Regions from separate parts of the Gasterosteus aculeatus genome. Here region 2 is linked to region 1. A link is a contact called in public Hi-C data. All regions are on one chromosome and are shown on one strand. Each heading gives the region's core, a stretch centred on a gene start, on an enhancer-like site or on the middle of the called end of the contact. The rest is flanking DNA. Distances are from core to core; before and after follow the strand shown. Region 1 overlaps fancc (FA complementation group C). Region 2 holds the start of aopep (aminopeptidase O (putative)).

Region 1 (5,420 bases), core at 1,620-4,119:
TTGTGTCTGTGTTCTATGTAAATATGTTTCTGCAGAGATGCCTCAGCAGGCCTGGAGACGTCACCTGATCTGGCTCAGCAGCTCATTACAGAGACTGACAGAGGAGGAAGAGGACGGAGACGACAACAGCAGCAGATCAGGGTGAGAAAGGCTTGCAGAGGGAACGTGTGAATGTGGGTCTGCATCCACCACCTCACTCAACGCCCCTGTGCTGGTCTTATTTCCATTAACTGCTGTTGAGGGGGTGGTTTGTCAGATATTTCCCCCTCGCATTGCAGCAGAGAGGTTTTTAGGCCAGTGCTTGGAGGCTGTTAGCTCGGAAAACACGGAGCTCTGTTGAGAAAGCCCAAAGAGAGTAAAAAAAGTAAAGCAGGAGAAGAACTGGAGAAACGCTGAGCGGGGGTAACCTTGGTTGTACGAATTTCGAGGGAAAGGGGATGAAATGCAGCTGCCGTCCCAGAGATGCAGACGGCTGATTTGATACACTCCTGCTGCGCATTTTAACAGGGCCCATTATCCCCACTACTGCTCCATTCTCCAGGAGAGAATCCCAGAACATCGTTTCCAGCCAAAGGTGTGAAAGTAGTGGGTTGTGTTGCTCTGAGCCAGTAGACGCAGCTGCCAGTGCTCTGTAGGTCGCTGCTGCGAAGAGAGACCTTTACGTCCATCGTGCTATCTCCAAATAAGCACATGTTTCTGACTTTGTACACTTCTCTGCGATCCAGGTTTTTAATTTATTAATATGGTGCGTGTAATGGATTTTCTCATCTGTAAATTAGCAAGACAATAATAAAAAAATGCCCCCGAGCTTCTCAGAGCCCAAATTTACATGTTAAATTACGTTATTTTCATTTTTTTCCTATGAAAAATTTGCAAATAATAGTTTGTAAACTAAGAAAGGGACAGATAATAAAAATATGCTGTTTGGAGGCTAAAACCCATATGTAGAATAACAAAAATGTATTTACATTTGCTGCCTCATTACAAAAATGAGGCAGCTGATTCTATTTCTGACAAGGACCAGAAAATATTTAACATTGTTTCTAGGAAATCTAGAAAGTCATCTCCGCTTTTGTCATTCTCTCACTTGTTTCTGGCAGGACTGTGTTCAATCTCTTGTAGCTCCGATTAAAAAGAAAGTTAAGTATTATAAATGTAAATAGCTTTAGACAAAACACAACTCGTCTAAACTTTGTACTTTAAGATGTTGCTTAGCATAAAAGCATACCATTCTTTGTGAATTTGATCACTACTGTCCCTCAGTGTGATGATATCTGAGATAAACAATTCAAATTCAGTATCTAATTGTGAAATTCAGATGTCTATTAAAGCTCTTTGTGATGGTCTTTTGTTCCGGTCAGCGGGACTGGACAAACATTCCTGGCAGACAATCTGAACAGTGGCTCGTTAATAAAGATATTATGATGTAAATGACCCCAGACAGCCTGTTAATAGATGGTGTGTGTGTGACACAGGAAACCAAATCATTTCCATCCAGATTTTGATGAAACAAAATCCACGTTTCATAATCCATTTTTCAAAATGTATTAAAAATACCTCCACTCTCTGTCATTTATGTTATTAAGTGAGTTTCAAATAAAACGACTGTGTAAATGTGTATAAGTCATTAACCTGTAAGTCGTGGCTTAGGAATTGGAGAAGGAGAAAGTTGTAAATATTAATACACATACTTTAGCAGGCTAATGAGGAATTAAATGAAACCTCCCGATCTGCTTAGTTTTTAGATATTACTACTACATGGTGAATTTATAACTTCAAATATAATCCAACAAAAAGAGGCTCATCAGTGGTTTTCTCGGTGGCCAGGTAGATTTCTGTTTCAGGTGACATGACTCCCAACTAAGATGGAGATGAATGTTGATTCTTCCAGCGACGCTGGTATTGTTTTCACCTTGTCAGGCTGTGTGCGTTGCCAGGTGTTGTGTATTTTTGTGTCTGTGGACTGGGGGACTGTTCTCTGACAGACATCAAGGACGGGACGAAAAATAATGGGACATACAAATATGTCATGTCATATGCCGTGTCAGTCATCCGTGTACTTTTGCCACTGCAGGTCAGAAAAATCTTTTAAGATCCTGCGAAGTATCAGGTCACTCTACTTTTTCATGTTCTGTGCTGTAGGAGGTTCCACACAGTGTTCGAGGCCTGGTTCCTTCTGGTCCAGTGTTCCCATTGGGTGCAAGTGGCTGTCCAGCTGCTGGTGACGTCGGAGCCTGAGGACTGTGCCCCCCTCCTGTGGCTGCTCACCTTCTACCACCACCCCACTAACAGGGGGCACCACAGAGCGCTGCAGTTGGTAAGACATCCAGAGACCTACTGGTCCCCGCAGTACGTGTCCCATGAGATCCTCTTCCCTTTTCTCTAGTGTCCACTCAACATTTCAACTTGTCTAGTGCTTTTGGTTTGTGACCAAATACAAACCTTATGACTTTCTCCTCAGCCCCAGCTGTGCTTTGTGTTCAGTGCAATTCAGAAAAGGTTAGAATGCTTAAATAATACGTTGAACATGGTAAACTGTATACCTACTTTGGACACTGGATAGATAGATAGTTACAGTAGGTTTATGGATGGATATATTGTCACGGCCAGTGTGTTCTGATGATACATTCACTCACCACTGTGCACAGCCTCACGCAGCCGCTAGTGTTGCCTTATTTTACACTTTATTTTGGAAACATATTTTGAATCGTCCTTACGTTGTTGCTCATATTGCATTTGCAACACTGCAAAGATCAACACTGTACTGACTTGTCATCTTTATTTGATATGACTTAAGAATAGCTAGGTCCTAGTTTGGATATCATATCACACAGCCTGCAGCTATAGCATATAGCATGTAGCATAACTCAACAAGTCCACAATGTGGATGGTCTGTATATTGTTAGTGGTATAATATGTGTCTTTGTTGAAAGCAATTGAACAAATACAGAGAAAAGGTGGATCAGAGCAATGAGAGAGACACAGAGAGAGAGAGAGAGATATGAGGGAGGGTGGCTGGGTGATGTAGTATTGATTTCTCAGTTAGTGTCTGGCCAGCTGACCCGAGTTTCTCTCTGTCTCCTGTTTGTCCGCCTCCTGCCATAACCCTGTTAGACTTGCTGCAGTCGCCGCCATCTCTGACATTATGATCAACGTGCACGAGGTTGACTTAATTCATCACTACTAATCTATTGGTTTTCATTTGGGCGGATATTTAAAGCAATGATTCTTGATTCCAGTAAGGTCTGTACGTGGACATGTCAGCTGACCAGACATTTATTGTGTAATTTCTGTTTCCAGGTACGTGGCAAAGAAGCATGGGACCACCTACACTCCCTGTTCTCGGTCTTGGATCCTCCTCTTCCTATTGATCTCCTGCAGTCATTGGTCACTCTGCTGTCCCCACAACCCCAGCCGCCACCGCTGTCTCCATTGTTGACACTCAACCTGTTTGTCAACTTTGCTGTTTTTCTCCAACAATCCCTGAGTGCATCAACGGAGATTGTGCAGATGGTGAGGAAACCATCTTCCTATTCACCAAAATGTGCTTTCAGGTGACATTTTTGATGTATTGAAACTGTAACATCAACAATAGATTTTCTTTTTTAATTAAAAACAGATACAAACTTTTGGGCTAAATAAAATTTAGCAGTTTTTAAGTAGTTGTGTGTATATATTTTTCATGTACACCCCAGTTTGGATGTCGAATGATTGAATGATTATTTAGACGGTGTGTCTTTGTGTACGTGTGAGTCCAGGTGCTGGATCGCTGTGGTCTGGTTGATGGAGCGCGGTGGGTTCTCAGCTCCCTGCAGATCAGAATGAACCAAGGCGACTGCTTATCAAGCGACACTGAAAGAGTTCATCTCCGGATCCGGGCACTCCAAAACACATTAACACATATGCACGTAGCATCAAGCCCTGCCAAGGAATAAGCCCTCGCACACACACACTTCAAAATAGGTGAGAGTGCGCGCACACACACACACACACACACACAATGCATAGAATCCTCAGCCATCCTCAGCTCAGGTTTTTTTTTTCAAGGCACTTGTGCAGAATATCAAATAGCCACGCTCTTGTTGGGACATGCAGCGGTGCATGGAGTGTGTCAAAACATCACAGCGAGGACAGATTAGGTAGAGAGTCGTCAATCACACGCAAACAACCACGCAACACATCTACAAGGCCCACTAGGATACTTCAGCAGCGACCGATCACACTACAAAGCAGCAGCGGCTCGTAAAACGTGTCATATAATCGTCTCACTCACTAAGTATCCATGATGTTACTCGAACTGACTGAAATACAATTTATTTGTTTGAGGGCAGGAAACCAAACACCAGTTATCTGTGTGAATACCATTTGTGTTTAAATGTTACTTACTTTGTTATAAACAACAAATCGCAATATTTTTGTACGTTTTCTATACAGAATGACTCCTTATCCATAATTCTAAGTGCAGAAATTTTGTAAACTGATATAGTAAGAAAAAATCAAATACCAGAGTTTTTCTCAAGAATTTTTATTTAAACATGAACATTCACTTAAAATGTATGATCAAAATTTACACACAGCAGTAACAAAACTGGAATTAACGCCTTTGGAAAAGTGTTGTAATGGACTGAGTGAAGTAATTTGTCGTCTATAAAAATGGGAATGACCTGAAAGCATTTAGTCTTTAACTCTTACGAGCCACATCATGGGTTTACCACATGCTCCTAAACATGGATGGGTGTGCCTCTGGCCACACAAAATCTATCATTTTAAAACCGGTAAATTGTGATTTTTCCCTTTCATTAAGTAAACAATGTTGTGTCTCACTAGGAACAGCTGGCGTTATTCCTCATTTCTTTGGACTTAAACATGCAGAGCTGCTGCGCTCCAAAGCTTCCCAGTTGGCCGGTTTGGTTTCCACTCCGCTGAGTGATTCTGGAGCCGGCCCCCGCTCACTGAGGAAGAGGAGGTGACCGCTGCGCCCCGCGTGCCAAACTCCTTTCATCTCCGTCTGAAGTCAGCAAACTGGAAGAGAGAGATACGTTCACATTGGAGCATTACGGAGCCTTTGGTCACCGGATGTGGAGGCAAAGCCTGGATACTGTGTGTGTTCAGTATCCACAAATAATCCAGTTTGGTCTGAAACCACCGGTACAACCCATACAGGGCATTTTTTTCTGAGTTTAAATGTAGATCAACCAACATGATTTGGGTTACAAATGAATCTGTGAACAATGTTATGAATAATTTTGTAGGTAGTAAAATATATATCCTTGCAACAGACTAAAACAAAAGAAGCAAAGTGGTTGCCAACACTAACGAGTCTTTTGTGTACCACCAGTGCTTGTGTCGTCTTCTGGTCCGGTGTGGAGTGGACTGGACTCCGGTTCCTGCTGAACTGAGCCAGTGGTTGTATAGGACTG
Region 2 (5,420 bases), core at 2,010-4,509, 61 kb after region 1:
AGGAAAAAGGCACACAAAAAGAACAAATAATAAAATACCTGCCAGTCTTGAGTGGAGAGCCCTTTGCTACGCTGCTGGAACTTCCAAGTCCAGACATAAGGTCAGCTTCTCCCAATTCTGCAGGTCCGGCCTCCAGTTTGGCCGCGTTGCTACGAGCCGCCTTGTCCCTCAATCCCCGTTCCAATGTTGGGGCATTTTCTGCTGTGACTTGGTGCCAGTGGCCCACTGCCAAGGTGAAGGTGGAGGCGGGCATGGGCATAGTGACGTAGTAATGCCAGATTAAGGAGCCTGCAGAGAGTAGTAGAGAAAGGATGAAAAAGTCAAAAAGGTGGGAGGGCGGAGGGGCAGAATAAATCATCTTTCCACTGAAAGTCGTTTTATTCTTTTATTTCAAACTAACAGATCCGTATCCCTAATGGCACGGATCTACATACTGGTCCTATGGCAAAGTTGACATCTTCCATGCCAATTAAACAAATACTTCAATTAAGGATTTTTAAAATTGAGTTTTTTTAAAACAATACTGCAGTAATCTCATCCTGACTTGCAACCATTTTAATAGCAAGTCTCGTGTAGAAGCCTGGTGTTATTTCTCAAGCTCCTACACAGGAAGTTTACACATTCTTACAGATTTATTTTTGGTTGCAACAGATGTCAATGAGCACAACACACTATAGGTATGTGAATTACATCCGAGTCTGGAGGAAACTGGTTTCAAAAGTAAACCAAGTTGCCTTTGAAACGTTGCCGTATTGCTTCCTAATAACACTTAAACTCAGGTTTCAACGACACCAAAATTACATATTTTACCCTTTTATATTTTACAGAATAGGTAAAAAAAAGGAAACTACTTCAAATGCACTTTAATAGTTTAAACGAGAGCAAATGAGCGACTTTGTGCAACATTGATAAAATCGACTAGACGTCTACTAGTTGTCACAAACGGTTTGTGAAAGAACAGCTTACGCGTGTCCCCGTCCTCAACGGGTACGGCGGCCTCCTCCCCACTCATCAAAACCACGCACCCGCTGGGGGCCCGTACCGCCGCCTGCCACGTTGACATGGCAACAGGCGGCTCCTGGCAGGGGAAGAGTGCTCTGTTGTTGATGGGAGAACCTGCAGTGTAAACACACACCCTGGAAGGGTAAACAACGGTAAACTATAAACAACCCTCGTGCAAATCTCAAAGGATCCACCACCAAGACACAGGCACGTCAGGCATGGACACGCAGAGGAATAGAACAGCCCAAAGGGTGTTTCTGTGCATTAACGAAGCCGTCGATCCTCTAATCTAGTCTGACGCGACGAGCTCAGAATATTACACTGTCATTCGAGTAGCAGAAATCAAAACAGTTCTAAAGTATTTAGAAGAGAAGTCTAATAATGTGAAACCAAATGACACTGTGAATGATTTGCACGCGGAGACAAACCTGTTGTCCTGGTCTTGGGTCCACCTCACGGAGCCCCCCTCCGGCCTCGTCTCATAGCAGATCCTGAGGACGCGGGGGAAGTCCCGAGGTGACACCGCCCCCTTCTTCCTCACCTGCAGACTCCAGCGGTCTGTACGGAAAGGCAGCGAGCCGCCACCCGGAGCGCCAGGGGCTCGGCTACACAGCGAGAGGAGCTGCTGCCGTCGCCGCCATTGGCCAGCGGGCACGGAGAGGAGGTTCTGAACGAAGGCCGCTTCGGGCTTCACCGAAGGGACGGCGGACCCCTCGGGTGCGACAGGGTGCGGCAGGAGGCCCGGCGCGGCCGACGCGGAGGCCACGTCCACCTCTTCCACCTTCGACACGTCGAGGTCACAGCAGTCCAGCAACAAGGTGAAATCGCCGCCGCTGTTGGCCTCCCACGACCGTGGCGACGGACTACCTCCGCTTTCAGCGGCAGCGTGCGCCGACCCGCTGCCAGGCGGAGCTCGGGGTTCAGGTGCGTCCCTTTCTCGGCCGGCACACCTGTTCTTCGCCCTGGTCGGGGTCTCCGCGAGTCCTATTGTCGCATCTTCCTGCTCATCCGCATCCCGAGATCGACACTCAAGAGCACCCGGGCTCCCTCCGGCCTCCTCCTTGGCGCTCCCCGAACTGGAGCAAGGCTCCAGGAAGAGAACGACGGTGCCGCCGATGACCTTCCTGTCGAAATGAACGGCCAGGTCCAGCACGTAATGTCTGACGAGTATGTGGTTAGTGTTGGCTCGGAGGGGAAGGTCATCCGCGTCCGGCTCCATGTCACACAAATACGGTCTAAGTTGAGCAGAGGATGGTTGAACCTGAAGACCGAAAATAAAGCTTCACTGCAATTGTGTTGTTTCCGCATTCATTTACATATCTTATGGTAATGGTAATGGTAACCAAACGCTTTTAGTTCATATTCTATAGCTTCCTGTGGACTGAGGTGCTTAATTTAGTTGCTGAATGTGCTGCGATGAAGCCAAAGCGTCAAAGTCTGCAAGCTCAACTCAATCCGTTCACGCATTAATGTTTCCAGCGAGGAAAACTTGTTTCACGATGGCATTTTGATCGGTGTTAATGAAGTGGCAGTTTAAGTGATTTGTTTTATCAGCAGAAGACCAGGACGAGCCACCGACCCGCTGCAGTCTGTTAGAAAGGCTCTCCTGCTGCAGCTGTATCTGAGGTTTCACTGTCTCAATGCTCGGGGCATGAAGCAGGCTTGGCAACACCGAGTGGCAATTACCATTGACAGCAGGAAATCCTCAGAGGTTTATTCGGTGCGGGGGTAAATTCGTAAAATTGAGCACACAAAATCAGAGAATATCAGCGGCACCGAGAGGTTAAAAAAAAAAGAATAACGCCTCGCATTGGTGTAACGGGTCGGCTAAATACACGACACGTGTGACCGGTCTGTTATCTACATCACGTGCACACTGGTGAGTATCACCTGTAGTCAGGTCGGCTAAATGTCACCACAGGACGGAATGACGCGAGACGGGCAGCGTCCTAAAACGGGTAAATGCCCCGTTATGCATCGCCCGCCTCACGGTGCCTTTAACGCCTGAAAGCCACCGCGGGTTTAACGCCGAGGAGTCACGCGCGCAGTTACGGAAATCTTCAACAAACCTGTGTCCGTTTAATCGACGTCGCGCAGTGATGACGTTGCATTGACGCGACAGTACGAGGTTGTAGTTTTTGCATTTGTTACCCAAGTTCTTCCCGCCTTTTAAATAGTTCAATGTACCAACCACATTGGATTAGTTTTTTTATACAATAGACCAATTACAAAAATATTGATAACATTTAATCTGTGCATGTTGGGTTTAGGTTATCAAGTAATATAGCTTTGTAATATAACAGCAAATCTTTTTTTAAAGACTCTCGCCACAATTTATTGACAAATGTGGGATATATTAAGTTTTATTTGAGTTCAACAGAACAGAATGCCTGACAAGTAAAAATTCCACAGTTATTAAAACACAACAGGTATACACATAAAAATAACTCATGAAGAAACAAATGAATTTTCCAGATGTTGATTGCCACCAATTTATCTCATAACACCAACTTACAGCAATGGACTGCATGTTTAAAAATAGCTATACATTTTTAGTTAATACTCACATATTCCACAGCTCATAAATAACAGATGTACCTGGAAACAGAGCGGAAAATATTCAAATGACTATCAATGTATATAAAAGTGTATACACGCACTTTTGAAATGGCAAGTGCATTGACGTTACTGTAATACAGAGAGCTGTTAATGGATGTCAAAAGGAAATCAGGTCGCCACTATCGAATACTGCAAAGCAGAAATAAAGCTTTCCTCTGTAATGTATTTTGATGACTGAACAAAATGCAAAGCACCGCTTTGTGGCGTCACTTTTCAAAGTGTTGTATTTCTAGCATCTCTGTTCTTATGTAAGGAGGAATTCAATTTGGCACTCTGTGCATTGTAGGAATTAGACTATTAACAGGTACTGAAACTACTGGAATATACATTGAGATTCTTACAGTGCACTCAGTGACTGAATCCTGCCAACTAAATAAATCATCAATAAAATCATTATTGCTGTTCTTATCTAAAAATACATTTCCATACAATGCAAAATAGTTTTTCATAGCTTTGTAAACATCTTTTTAACTATCTGATGTAATACATCTATATACAAAATGAGTATTTAGAGATAAGCCATGTGTGATGTAGAGCCTCAGATGCATCAATAAGTTAAACTCTTCCATTAGCTACATGACCAGGTACTGTATATTCAACAAACGTAGGAAATTGTGTCTTATTTTTCCAGTGCACAAATCCACCCATACTGCTGCTGCTCTAACCAGCACATTTCATGTAGACACCCAGTAGAATTTCAGAGGCCTTTTAGCACAAAACAGAATCATTTGTCAAGTGAATTCAGTATGGCACCAAAATCCTCTACTCCAAACATGATCTAAATAAACACACATCCATTGAGACATGTACATACACACAGGACATAAGCATTATTGGCACACACACAGACCCTGGGCCAGCAAGGGCCTCAGAGAGGAACTTTAGTCCGCTTATGTACCAACCCAGAGGTTGCAGCATTATTAGGACTGGCAGCTAACTAGAAAAAGAAGAAAAAAAAAGAACTCAACAGCGCCAAAAGCATCTGAAGATTTTACAGTGAAATGCTCTAAAGCTCCATGTTTATATGTGCTCATTCACCTTTTGCCTCCTGTAACAAACAACCCTAGAAATCATACAAAGTGGACGTGCCTCAGACATTAATAAGCACTGCTGGACTGTTGACAAGCAGAGTCCTCCATTGTGGACACAATGCGTCTCCAGCGCAGATAAGAGCAAAAGGGTGTCACCAGCAGCTCCTTTACTTCTCTCTTCTTTCATGTCGTCTTCACGTTTCCTCTTTGGGTTGTGTGACAGCCTCCCCTTCCTCTCCCTAGCGCTCTCTCTCTGTCTCAAAGAAGTTGTGGCATCCTCAGGAGTTTTCCTCCTGAACTTTGCGGAAACTTAGACGCTTGAAGGAATCCCTGTAAGACGGAGATGACAAGTAGATGAGCGACGGCAGAGAAAACTCCAGATAAGGAGTGATCATGGTGAGAAAGAGGAGGATGAGGAGTCAGGGCAGGTAGTTGTAGGAGTAGAGTCATTGGAGATGCATTTCCATGTGCATAACAATACGAGTTGATATACTTTAATACTATGTGTATATGCTGTATGATCCATTAAACTATCAATAATCAATACTATTCATCATATTTTAATGTCATGTTGGTTAATATAAGTCCTCATCCAAGCTAATACTCAAGAATACTGAAGCAACTGATTTTAAAAGCTCTCTGCATGTTGCTGAGTAATTGATAGAACAATCTTAATTTGGGGGATAAGTACATGCTCATCACTCGGGTTGGAAACACATGGAAAGATGATACTTAGTGAGCATTGTGGCCGTGGCATTGGTTCAGCGC

The links. Hi-C and Micro-C count contacts between places; a contact is called where the count stands out from the background.
Region 2: a contact with region 1 is called in a Hi-C map of skeletal muscle, with 3 times the contacts expected there. The contact joins the promoter of aopep here to the enhancer-like site in region 1. A contact is called at or near these places in 5 of 6 Hi-C or Micro-C datasets (liver, skeletal muscle, tail fin and 1 more).

Annotation. Positions count from the first base shown.
Region 1 is chr13:7,739,727-7,745,146 of fGasAcu3.hap1.1, forward strand. fancc (FA complementation group C) reads left to right here. Exons shown (of 16, transcript XM_040195900.2): 12 at 36-141; 13 at 2,143-2,317; 14 at 3,301-3,513; 15 at 3,759-3,963; 16 at 4,828-5,420. The coding sequence ends at 3,935. It overlaps aopep (aminopeptidase O (putative)), which reads right to left. Exons shown (of 19, transcript XM_078087365.1): 19 at 4,510-5,022. Among protein-coding and RNA genes, the nearest start is that of fancc, 20 kb to the left of the region's middle. Within about 2 kb of position 2,870, at least 2 of the 9 cell types and tissues checked have open chromatin away from gene starts, as enhancers often do. A contact at or near this core is called in liver, where this site is marked.
Region 2 is chr13:7,800,235-7,805,654 of fGasAcu3.hap1.1, forward strand. It overlaps aopep (aminopeptidase O (putative)), which reads right to left and starts at 3,260. Exons shown (of 19, transcript XM_078087365.1): 1 at 2,893-3,260; 2 at 1,431-2,263; 3 at 967-1,136; 4 at 39-288. The coding sequence starts at 2,221. dock8 (dedicator of cytokinesis 8) reads right to left here. Exons shown (of 48, transcript XM_040195064.2): 48 at 3,336-4,982. The coding sequence ends at 4,931.